Regions from separate parts of the Canis lupus genome. Here region 1 is linked to region 2. Evidence: chromatin contacts called from public Hi-C data. All regions are on one chromosome and are shown on one strand. The core of a region is the stretch at or near the end of the contact, and the rest is flanking DNA. Distances in the headings are between cores, read along the strand shown. Region 1 has its middle 3.2 kb from the start of PLXNA2. Region 2 overlaps PLXNA2 (plexin-A2).

Region 1 (5,674 bases), core at 680-3,179, 210 kb before region 2:
TAAGGAGTGTGCACCGAGGCACCCAGGCCACTCTGCCCGCCTGGAGGTGTGGGTGTATGTGGGCTGCCTAGTAAGAAGCACCAACTCCCATGTGGATGTGCTTTGTGCTTTTGGGGGGCGAGGTTAGACACAGAATCCATTTTAGTCTGTAGCATTTTCTAGTGGAGGCGTGGGAGGGAAAGAGGCCCAAAGTGATGGGGAGGCAATGCAGCCACCCCACAAGCCAAAGGGCATTCCTTTTCTTTTTTTTTTTTTTTTAAGATTTTATTTATTTATTTATTTGACAGAGCAAGAGATTGAGAGAGAGAGAGAGAGAGGGCACACGAGTGGTGGGGAGGGGCAGGGGGAGAAGGAGAAGCAGACTACCTGCTGAGCAGGGAGCTCAATGCAGGCCTCGATCCCAGGACCCTGAGATCAAGACCTGAGCTGAAACCAGGGGTCAGACGCTTAACCGACTGAGCCAACAAGGATTTTTCTAACAAGCCCAGCTATTTTCCCTGGAAAACCGAACAAGAGCATGAACTGCAATTCACAGCGGTGGGGAAGGGAAGTTTGCTCTGGAAGGAATCGCTAGGTTTTAAGACAACCTCCCCATCTGCCTGCATAACTGGCTCCAATTCACAGCCAGTATCTTATCTGATTCTTGTCAAGCAGAGTATGCGAGGCGACGGATACTGTTTCCACTTCATAGATGGGGAAACTGAGGCACGGAGGGGCTTAGCCAGGGACTGCAGGACCAAATGAATAGTGTCTCCTTTTTTTGGAACCTCTCAGAAAAAAATAGAAGAGAAAGGCCCTTTCTCTGACTCCCAGTGCCAGGCCCAGAGCAGCGGCCAAAATGGTGAGCAGAGGACTTCGCCCAGCCCTCACCTTCCACGCCCAAAGCCCAGCAGTCCAAACTCCCGCCCAACCTCCTCCCGTGTGCATGAAGGATTCCCGTGGATTGTTCCAGGGAATTGCTTAGGTGGGTTTAGGCTGCAACTGGCTGGGCCTCCCAGAGAATATTGTCCTCGCAGAACAGCATACTAGAAGGATGGGAGGGAGGAGGGGCTTCGGCAAAGAGGGCGAGGTATACAGGACATAAGCTCCGCTTGTGGGAGGTTTAGTGAGAAAGGAGTGAAATCCTGCCTTGTTTGATCTGGAGCCTTAACAGGCTCGCTACTGTTTAAAGTACACAGGAAAGCGGGATTTGTGAAGAGATGAGAGGGGAGGCAGGAGGGGGGTGACATCTTTATGAATGGTACTGAGAACCCCGGAGCAGGTGCCCCGTTGCTGTGTCCTGGGCCCGTGTCCCCACTGCCTAGCCTGAGGCTCACCACTCTGGCATCCCAGCAGCCTCTCCTCCATTCATGGGACTTGGCCCACACGCTCCAGTTTGGCCCGTCAGAACAATCCCTTTGTTCCTAACAATGTGGGGGGTAGAGGAGGCTGCTGCTTCTGCACTGTGGCTGCCTGACAGTGTCCGCTGGGCCAAGGTGAAGTACGGCATGGGAGACAGAGGGGCCCACCCACAAGGGGAATGTGTCCCTGTCTCGAAATGTGAAGTCTCGGGGTGAGGGCAAGTGAGAGGGGACATGAGTTTGGAGGAGAGATAGCTCGAGATGGTGGTGGCGGCAGTGGCCTGAGCTTTGGGAGCTAGACGCAAGCCTGGGTACAGATCACGCACCACCCGAAGGTCACACGATGGCAGTGGCAAGCATGAACCCCGACCTCCGACCACCAGTCAGGTCACGCGGCCTCCCAGGCCCAGCCCCCATCCCACTCCAGGCACCCTAAATATATGCACACACACACACACACTCGCAGGCAGCGTTCCCATGCAAAACGCGATGGCTTGCCACCCCCCTCAACCCCCCCCACCACCACCTCTGAAAGGGAGCAGACTTAATGCTGAAAGCCTGCCAAAGTGTGGCTGGCTTCCAGCACCAAAAATACCTCCCGGGATCTGAGGGGCTACTGCGCTGGCGTCTATTTGTGGGGCTGGAGCTGCTGCAGTGGCAGAGAGAGGACTCCCTCTGGGGATCGGCCGGTTGCCCATTTGGGCCTATTCTCCCCAAAGTCTAAGGCTCGCTTTCCAGAGCCTGAGGAGGCCTGCTCAGTCAGACTTGCCCTCTGCAGGAAAAATACTTAATCATTTTACTCACCCCCCAACACACACACGAAAAAACCTTCAGCTCCATTTCTAGAATGCTGTTGCCTTGTCCTCTTCTACTTGTCTAATCTTTTTCCCCAAGTCACCCATCTAGTGACAAACAAAGAATAAGCAGGGGGCCCGGGTTAACAGTGCAGCAGCCACAGGTGGCTTTGCAAGAGTGAGGCTTCAGGAGCACGGCGACCAGCTGAGGTGCGTGGGTTGCGGTGGAGGAGAACCCTGTTGGGCTTGCAAGGATTTTCCAAAGATGAGTATTTGACATAAGATAAACAGATGCCCATCCATCCACCCATCCATCCACCCATCCATCCATCCATTCATCCATCCATCCATCTTTCCATCCATTGATTCGATAAGTATTTATTAAATACCCACTGCTTGTCCAGAACTGTGCTGGGCTGTGACTGTCTGCCCTTGTGGAAATGAAGGATGGACTGCAAGGCATCGGGTTGAGGTTCCGTGGGCCCCCAGGGACTACGGGTTTGACACCAGCTGGACAGGATGAGGAAGAAGACACAAAAGTCTAGATAGATACCAGAAAACTCAAGTTCCAGAAAAACATAGGCAGGTCTGAGGGGTATGGAGCCTATTAGCATGATCGGTAGCATGATGTCTTTAAAAAATACTCGTGGAAGAGATGGTCATGTACTGTATACAATTCCATTAAAAGAGGAAATATCATAAACTTATTGTTAATAAGTAATATTTGTGGAATGAATGAATGAATTCCCAGTGATCTAGGGACGTGCTTAGTGAAACCCCTTTAAAGACCAAAGGCTCATTTATATTGTCATCGCCTCATGGGATGTTATATTTCAATACAAATCATGAACTCCAGTTGTTATTTTTTAATTCCCAAGATATATTGTTATAATTATGTGCTTAACTAATAAGGTCCATATTTGTTCTAGCCTATTGGGACTAAAAATATGAACAAATCTTTCCATTTTAATGATGTTATTAATTCTTCCAATGGTTTTACATAGGTCTATTTTAATTCCATCAACTATCTGAAGGTTGAAGGTAGAAAGTCCCATCTCCTAGATGGACATACTGAGGCCCAGAGATGTTAAGTGGGCTTCCACCAGGGTACCGCCCAGTAGACCAGATTAGTGTTCCTCCAGCTGCTGTGCTGACCGTAGGTACCCCCATAACCTCACAGGACTCAGATCTTAGACCTTGTCCAGTGACGATGTGGGAACTTGGTGACACTGTGTCATGCTGCCTGCAGTGTGTTCTCTCACCTGTCTCCTCTCTCTCTTCCCTGCTCTCTCGCCCTCTCCCTTCATTTGGGAAGCACAGGGATGGCTGAGGACGAAGCATGGGGTGAGTAGAAGGATCTGTTTCATTTTACCCTGTCTTTGCTCCTGGTTCTAGCCTTTATTTCTGGATCGTGGGTGGGGGAGGTGGTATTGGACGAGTATTTAAATTTTATGATAATCTTCCCAAGATGTGATTAAGTTGAGGCATGGGGTAGAGACGTGACCCCCTTCCAGGGTCACAGAGCATTTGATTTAGAACCAGAAGGTCCTAATTTTCAGCCACAAGCTTTATCAGTTGGGTGTTTTCAACCCTACCGCTGGCTGTGTTGGGTGTATTTGGCCAGACTGATGTTCCACGTATCAATCAGATGGGAGAAATGCTGTTCCAAAATTCCTAGCATCTTCTTCAAATCATATTCTTTAATAAATTGCGATTTATATTCAGTCTACTCAGAGATAAGAGGGTAGACAAGACTGTCTGGATGGGGAGACAAGACCTACTTATAAAGAGAAATAAATAATAATATGGGGTAACTTATGATAATTGCCTGGAGGGGTGCCAACAATAAACACCAAAGAAGTGTGAAGGAAAAAAAAAAAAGCAGGTATGGATCAGGGAAAAGAGCTTAGACAGATTCTATGTGGCTCCACAGGACACAACCAGGAATAACCAGTGAAAGTCACAAGGAGATAAATTTCAGCTAATTACAATGATGAGAGAACTTTTGAAGAATTAAGTAATTTCAGTCGATGAAGGAAAGCCTAGAGTTTCCTGCACACACATCCTACACGGTGTTGAGTGGACGACTGTGTAAGACCCCTCGCGGGCCTAAATGCCCAACTACCACCACCCCTTTTCCTACGCTCCTGCTCAGGGAATTTCATGGACTCCCTCCAGGCTTCCCAGGAGTGATTTTTTTTTTTTAATTTAATTTAATTTTTTCTGTTTATACCACTGAGGACTGTGGCCACGAGAGGGCAGTAGATGGAGCTTATCCGAATACTTGAACATATTGAGTAAACTCGCTGTGCTCTCGGCTCGAGCAGGGACTACGCAGATCCTGCGAGCTCACTGGGGTCTAGCTTGCAGGCCTCCTTCGGAAAGCCACGTCCAGGCCCTGCGGACACCAGGAGACTACATGGCACCGAATCAATGGTCGTAAAGGCACCGAGGCATCGCCATCCGGAATCCAGAGACAGCTCACCTTAGGTCATTAAAATAAGTTATCTCACCTCCACCTCTGGTTCCCCCTGCCAGACAAGCTCGGTGGGGCCTGAATGTGGAAAGCGCCCCTCTGGCCCCCCACCCCACCGCACCCCACCGCACCGCACCTCACCTCACCCCCCAAGCCTTGCCAGGTGCCCAGGATCCCAAATAGAGCTGGACGCTCCAGCTTCAGAGCAAAAGCTCACCTTTGCATCACAAAAACAATAATTCATAACAACTTCAGACCTCACCTGACAGCGTGTTGGCTTTTAGAAATCCACGAGCGAGGCCGGGCGGGGGGCGGGGGGGGGGGCATTTGCTGCCACCAATTCCAATTCCGAGGCCCTCTGTTCTCAACCCCACGGGCCGCACCCGCTCCTCCCCACTCACCCCGTCACTCGCATTAAAGATGAAGAGGGACGTGTGCGGGATGGACGCGGTGACAGGTGGTGCTAAGGGGAGGTGGGGGGGCACCTCCCCACTGCCCTCACCTACTCTGCGGGCGGGCGGGCGGGCGGGCGGGCGTGCTGGGCTCCGCGCACTGGGGGGTGCGGGGGTGCGGAGTCGATGGGGGGTGCTGGCGGGCTGCGGTCTCAAGGCCTCCCCCCAGTCCCCAGCGCCCCCGCCCCTTGCAGGATTTCGTTGCCCCCTTGGCCACTTAAGGTGGCCGGCGGGTCCGGGCTGCGCAGGGCGCAGGGCGTGCAGCCCGGCGGCCTCCGGGTGCCAAACCCGGTTGTCCTTTGTTGACAGCTCGCGGAGGCGGCGGTCGGGGCGGGCGGGGGCGCGGCGGGGGCGCGGCGGGGGCGCGGGGGGGCGCGCGGCGGTGCCAGGGGCGGGGGCGGCCCCGGGCGCGGCCGGCAGGGAGCGGGTTAACGCGCGCGGCCTCTATGATAATGAGCTGCATGGTAATATAGGGAGGCCGGCGCTCAGGGCTCCGCCGCCGCCGCCGCCGCCGCCGCCACCGCGGGAGCCGGAGCTGCCGGAGCCGCCGGAGCCGCCGGAGCCGCCGGGCGCAGCGGCGTCCGCGCCGGGCTGGAGCGGGAGGGCGGCCGG
Region 2 (5,355 bases), core at 955-3,454:
AGTTATGTTTCAGGGACGCAGGTGGACCTTGACGGGGCAGGGGTCGCGTGGGACGGCTCCGGAGCGTTTGCGAGGCCTGCGTTGGCATGGTGCCTAAAATTAGCATTAGAAGTAATCATAATCGTGATAATAGCTAATAACTACACAGCACTTTGTCGCGCATGCGAGCTATTGCTTTAAACACATTGTTTTAAGATCTATATCGACAGAGACACGTACGTGTGTATGTGTAGACGTACGTACACATGCGCACACGGGCATACGTGTGTGTATATTCAATCATTTGCATTCCTTCAGCTTATGTTCGTTGGGGCAGAATGGAAAGGCAGTTGGAAGGATGCAGGATTCTGTAAATGAGGAGCCTCTGAACGGCATCCTGAAGTCTTCCCCACCTTTGTTTTGTTGTTGTTGTTGTTCCTCAGCTCATCGGGGCCCTGGAGCAGGATGAGCAGGCCCGGCGACAGCGGCTGGCGTACAAGGTGGAACAGCTCATAAATGCCATGTCCATCGAGAGCTGAGAGATGGAGCCTCACGTTCCCAGGAAGAGGGGCCTGTGAAAGCTGCCACACCGGGAGTCTCAGACGGAAGGACAAGTGAAGGGGATCAGCCCCCCCAGAGCTTGCTGTCCCCTGGGACCCCATCCTGGGGAGAGGGGAGGGCCCCTCCCCCGACGCCAGCCAGGGCCCCGGCACCTGCCGGCTCCCGCAGGGAGAGGAGGCGGGCATCGTCCACCCACAGTGAGAACCGCAGGAGGCAGGGGCGCAGGGAAGGCGGTTCTTCAAGCCGAGAGGCACGAACTGGGGACAGTTCTGCCTCTGTGACTGCTGCTTTGCATGAAAACTCATTTGATGTATATTGGGGAAATAATGAGAACTTTATTTAATTTTTTTTAAGAAAAAGGAAAAAAAAAAACAGAAATAAAACGAAACAAAAAGCCTCCCTGTTAATCCCGTCCCACTTCTGTTTCAATCTGATTTCAATCCCCGTTCCTCCACCCGCCCCCCCCACCTCCCCTTCCTCGAATGACTCCTGTTTCCAAATGCCAGAGAAAGCCTACCAAGAGAAGCGGAGGGAAACTGGGGGGAAAGCGATCCCTTGCTTTCCCTGGAAATCATAAGAGCACGAGAAGGAGGAGAATGAGCACAAGTTCACACCAAACACTTCGCAAAAATCGAGGCCAGTGAAACCTGGAATTACGGCAGCGGCCGGAGGAGCGCAGCAGCCCGAGGAGCACGGCGACTGCGGGACTCGGCACGGACAGTGGCGCCACGGAGGGGCTCGACCTGGCCGACTGGGAATCGAGCTTTACGCACCACACACATGTATATTCTCCTCTCCAGAGAGGAGATATGTGTCTGTAGAGTACCGATGCTTTTTTGCTACTGTTTTTTGTTTGTTTTTGTTTTATTTAATCTCAAACCTCAAGAATTGAGGAGCTGATCTTTGGTACTTTTCTGTTTGGTTCCCCTAAAGTTACTCTCAGAGGTGGGGAGCGGTGGGCCTCTCCCGGACGCCTGGCCTCCCCGAGGACAACTGGGCAGCTTTGCCTCACATGGCTCTCTGTCCTACACCAGGCACCCTGGGGAAAGGGCCCGGAGTATGCGGCCCAGGCCTCCAGGAGATTCCGTTTGGGAGCTGACCTGGGGACGTGGGTGTTTGGCTTTAGACTCCACTCCAATCTGCCAGTGGTTTCTTGCAATGAAAGCGAAAGCAAAAACCAAACACTGTTTACAGCAAGCAATACTTGAAGAGCGTAGGTTAAAGAGGCGGCTGTATTTACCGTGATGCTTTCTTTCTCTCGTTCTCTTGTGCCTGCAGAGGGGAGACAACCCTCCGCTCATATGTGGAAGCTCCTGATCGTCTGAGCACTTGCCTCAGCAGAAATGACTGTAGCCTACCCACGTTCCTGTCTTCTTGCTTCTCCTGCCTCCCGTGTCCTTATGAGTGTGAAGGACAAGTGGGTGGCTTCTCACTGGGCTTCTTTCTCTCTCTCTCTCTCTCTTCTGCTGACACCTAAAACCATGGATGACCAGCTCTCCTGAGTGTAGTTTCTAAACAAAGAGACCAAAGCCCCACACCCTGGTCCAGAAGCCCCATGAAAGCCAGTGGGAATCATCTAGAGGAAGGTGGCTCTGTTGGCAGCAAGATCTTGGTGACCTGGACAGCCTTCCGAGTTTCCAGGCCTCCCACACCGGCACGGATCCAAGCAGGCAGCTCTGGCTTCTCTGAAAACAGCATCAGAGGGAGGGAGAAGGAAGGCAAGAGAAAGGCAAAGGGGTGGGAAGGGGGCAGACAGGAGAGGACCATCCTCCCCTTCCCACCTTCTACTTGTCAAGGGGCTGCGGTGCTGGGAAACTGGACCAGCCGGCCCCGGAGAGACCAGACCAGGGTCATTTCCTCTGTAATTAACTCTGGGCCCCAGCTTCTCTGTGCCCTGATTTACCTCCAAACAATTCCAATTTCCAAAGGCTCTGCTGACCACACTGGATTCCCAGGAAAGGGCTGGGGGAGGGGGAGCTCTGAGGGCTGGCTTCCATCCCTGGCGTGTGGCTCTGGATCGCTGTGCTAACCGCACAGCAGACATCGCCTGGTCTCCTCAGCTCCAGTTTCTTGCCTGAATGCAGCTGACAAAGGGAAAGAGAAAAGCATTCAGCAAAATACTCAGGAAACTCGCTGTTTTCATTATAATTCACAACCAGCCATGCCAAGGCCACTTTCTTCTGATAATCCACTTCTGCTAAAGTTTCTCTGGGCCCTATTAATAGCCTGAAAAAAATACTAATGACTGGCCTTCCGCACTAAGCCAAAGTGTTTGCTCTTCATAGCACCCAAAGCTTATCAGCTCAGAGCCTGTGATTAATGGCGATGAAAGGAGAGAAGATACGTGCAAGAGGAATGGGGGGGAGGGGGGCTCGGTGCCACCCACAATAAAATCCCAGCCCACCGTACGTTACTTCCCAGCACGAATCTTCTCTGATCACACTGCTACGCAGACTAGCATCCGGGGTTTTGCTCCACCAAGAAGTAGAAGGAAGTTTGGTGTTTCGACCCTTGCCTCTATGCACCGATCTGAGCGTCTCCCAGGGGCGTCTTTGGGTGACCATTCACGGCCCTGGGGCTGCTTCGTGGAAGGCTTCTGGAGAGTGTAGAGAAAGATGGGGGAATGGTCAGCTGGAGCGCGGATGGGAGAGGGGCCAGAGCTGCCATGAGCGGGTGGGCCACACTTCTTGGGATTCCATGAGAGTGTTGGGCAAGTTGGGATGGCAAAGGAAGTGGCCCGGGGGCGTCTGTGAGGAAGGGAGTCCGAGAAAGGAGAACTCGGTGTGACTCGAGCTAGGCCGTGACGGGGAAAGGTTGTCGCCTTGCCTCCTCTGCAGCTTCCCGTCTGCCTCCTCCACCAACTCTTGCCTTTGGGCCATCGAGAACCAACGGAGCCCACGCCTATAGAATGGGCAGGACAGGGACTCAGTTGGCCTCTCTCCTCACTCTTAGCCAACTGGAAGGTATTTTGACCTCACGTAGGGAAAAAGTCACAGCCCCTACCCCACAGGAGGCCTTCCAACCCGGAGGGAGGCAGGAAGGGAGGTGTCTCTCAGACATCAGAACAGCTTCACTTGTGTCACTACTCTGCACAAGAGACAATTCGCTGGAAAAGAACCCCAGGAATGCGCTTGGCCAGACAGAAGGTGCTGATGGACGAGACGAAGATGGACAGGATGTCCCCTGTGCGTGGAGCAGGTCCCCCCCACCCGGCCCGCTGCCCCTCTACTCTCAACATGGGGTGGGGGGGCAGGTATCTCGGGGCCTGCCCTCCCCCGTCCCCCCACAGCGTCTCTCAGATCATTTCCCATCCACCGCTGACTGCAGAGAGCCCCCCTTCCTTGCAGAGTTCAATCACCAAGAGTGCGGCTCCAACGTTGGCCTCACCCGAGGGTGGAGACGGGTTCCTGCGCCCGGTCAGGTGGCCTTCCTACGGGGCGGCTGCCTGCCAGGGGCACTCAGGGTGCTGAGAACAGCAGGGAACAAGACCAAGAAGGACCTTCTTCTAGCAGAGGGGCATCATCCCAGCCGCCGGCCCCCGCAGCAGGCACAGGTCTCCCCACCACCTGCGGAGGGCACAGCTTGGCAGAAGAGGGCCAGAGAGGGAAGAGGAAGGCGGCCAACCCAGCGGCCCTGCCTTATTCTGGAACATTCCTTCTGCAGTGAGGGCCTCTCTGGCTTCCACAGCTGCTGTCGCCTCTGGTGGCATATCCCCTTGCCTCTTGAGCCCCTGGTCTTCCTTCACTTCCTCCGAATGAGGACAAGGAATCGCATCCGAGGCCTCTGGCCCTGCTGAGCACGAAGCCGAAGCCAGGGATGTGGGTGTGGGCTGGACACCATCCGGACAGAACAGAAGGAGACCGGGGACAGCCGCCAGCCGATCCATCCCCAGGTGCATCCCAGGTACCACACGGGCCTCCACGACCCCGCAGCTGCTCCCGGGGGAGGCCACCCTGGCTGACCTCGGATGGAGGCTCCCCAAGGCCTGGCCACTGACAGGAAAGCCTTGAGACTCTTGGGAGCAGGGGCGAGGGGGTGATGAGTCCGGGGCTGCGGAAGCAGATGCCACGGGGACACTTGGGAGACGAAGTTCAAGGACTTTTGATGCCTTGTCTCAGGCTTGGAGAAAATGGCAGTGCCCTCTCGGGGACTCCAAAGTCTGTCCTCCCCGTCTCTGGCTTTCCTCCCGGTTTTCCCAAAGAGGGACATTTCAGCAACCGGGGCTCAGTGACAGCAGGAAGGAAAGAGAGATCTCACTCGTGGTATCAGGTTGTCCATGGTTGTTGACTGGTCAAGACCACTGCTTGTCAAACAGGGCCTCCGCCCCGTAAGCCCGATGGAGGCCCGACCTCGCGGGGACAGCCCGCTCGGTTCCCCTGTCCTCCTCATGGTTGCAGGCTCCACCTTGAGACTGGGCTCCATCCCTTCCGTCCCTTCTGCAGCCCAGCCCGCCCCTCCTGTCTTGCCTCAAGGAAGATGAGAGGCACCTTGGGATTTCAGGGGAGGCCCTGACCTTGGCTTTGTTTGTCCCCCGCGTTAACGTTACAGGTGGCGAGCATAACGGCACACGGTCCCCCTACAGAGCAGACGTTAGCAACGTGTTGGAGAACAAGGGACAAGCTCTTCATACCATGAAACTAGGGACCTGGGCCCACCTGCCTCTCCCCCCAACGTCTCCTATCCAAACCCACTCTTCTTGACACACTGGAATCTGTATTATATATATTTTTAAGAAAATACAATGATAGTTGTCTGGTTTTGTTGTTTTTACAGGTGTTGTGGAATAAAATCTGTAAGAAAATTAAGTATTTAAAA

The links. Hi-C and Micro-C count contacts between places; a contact is called where the count stands out from the background.
Region 1: a Hi-C map of amygdala shows a contact between it and region 2, with 8 times the contacts expected there. The contact joins two enhancer-like sites. A contact is called at or near these places in 2 of 9 Hi-C or Micro-C datasets (amygdala and skin fibroblasts).

What each region holds. Positions count from the first base shown.
Region 1 is chr7:6,838,911-6,844,584 of UU_Cfam_GSD_1.0, reverse strand. No RefSeq gene overlaps it. Among named protein-coding and RNA genes, the nearest start is that of PLXNA2, 3.2 kb to the right of the region's middle. Within about 2 kb of position 1,929, at least 2 of the 20 cell types and tissues checked have an H3K27ac peak or open chromatin away from gene starts, as enhancers often do.
Region 2 is chr7:6,628,485-6,633,839 of UU_Cfam_GSD_1.0, reverse strand. It overlaps PLXNA2 (plexin-A2), which reads left to right. Exons shown (of 32, transcript XM_038542031.1): 32 at 423-947. The coding sequence ends at 518. Among named protein-coding and RNA genes, the nearest start is that of CD34, 110 kb to the right of the region's middle. Within about 2 kb of position 2,204, at least 6 of the 20 cell types and tissues checked have an H3K27ac peak or open chromatin away from gene starts, as enhancers often do.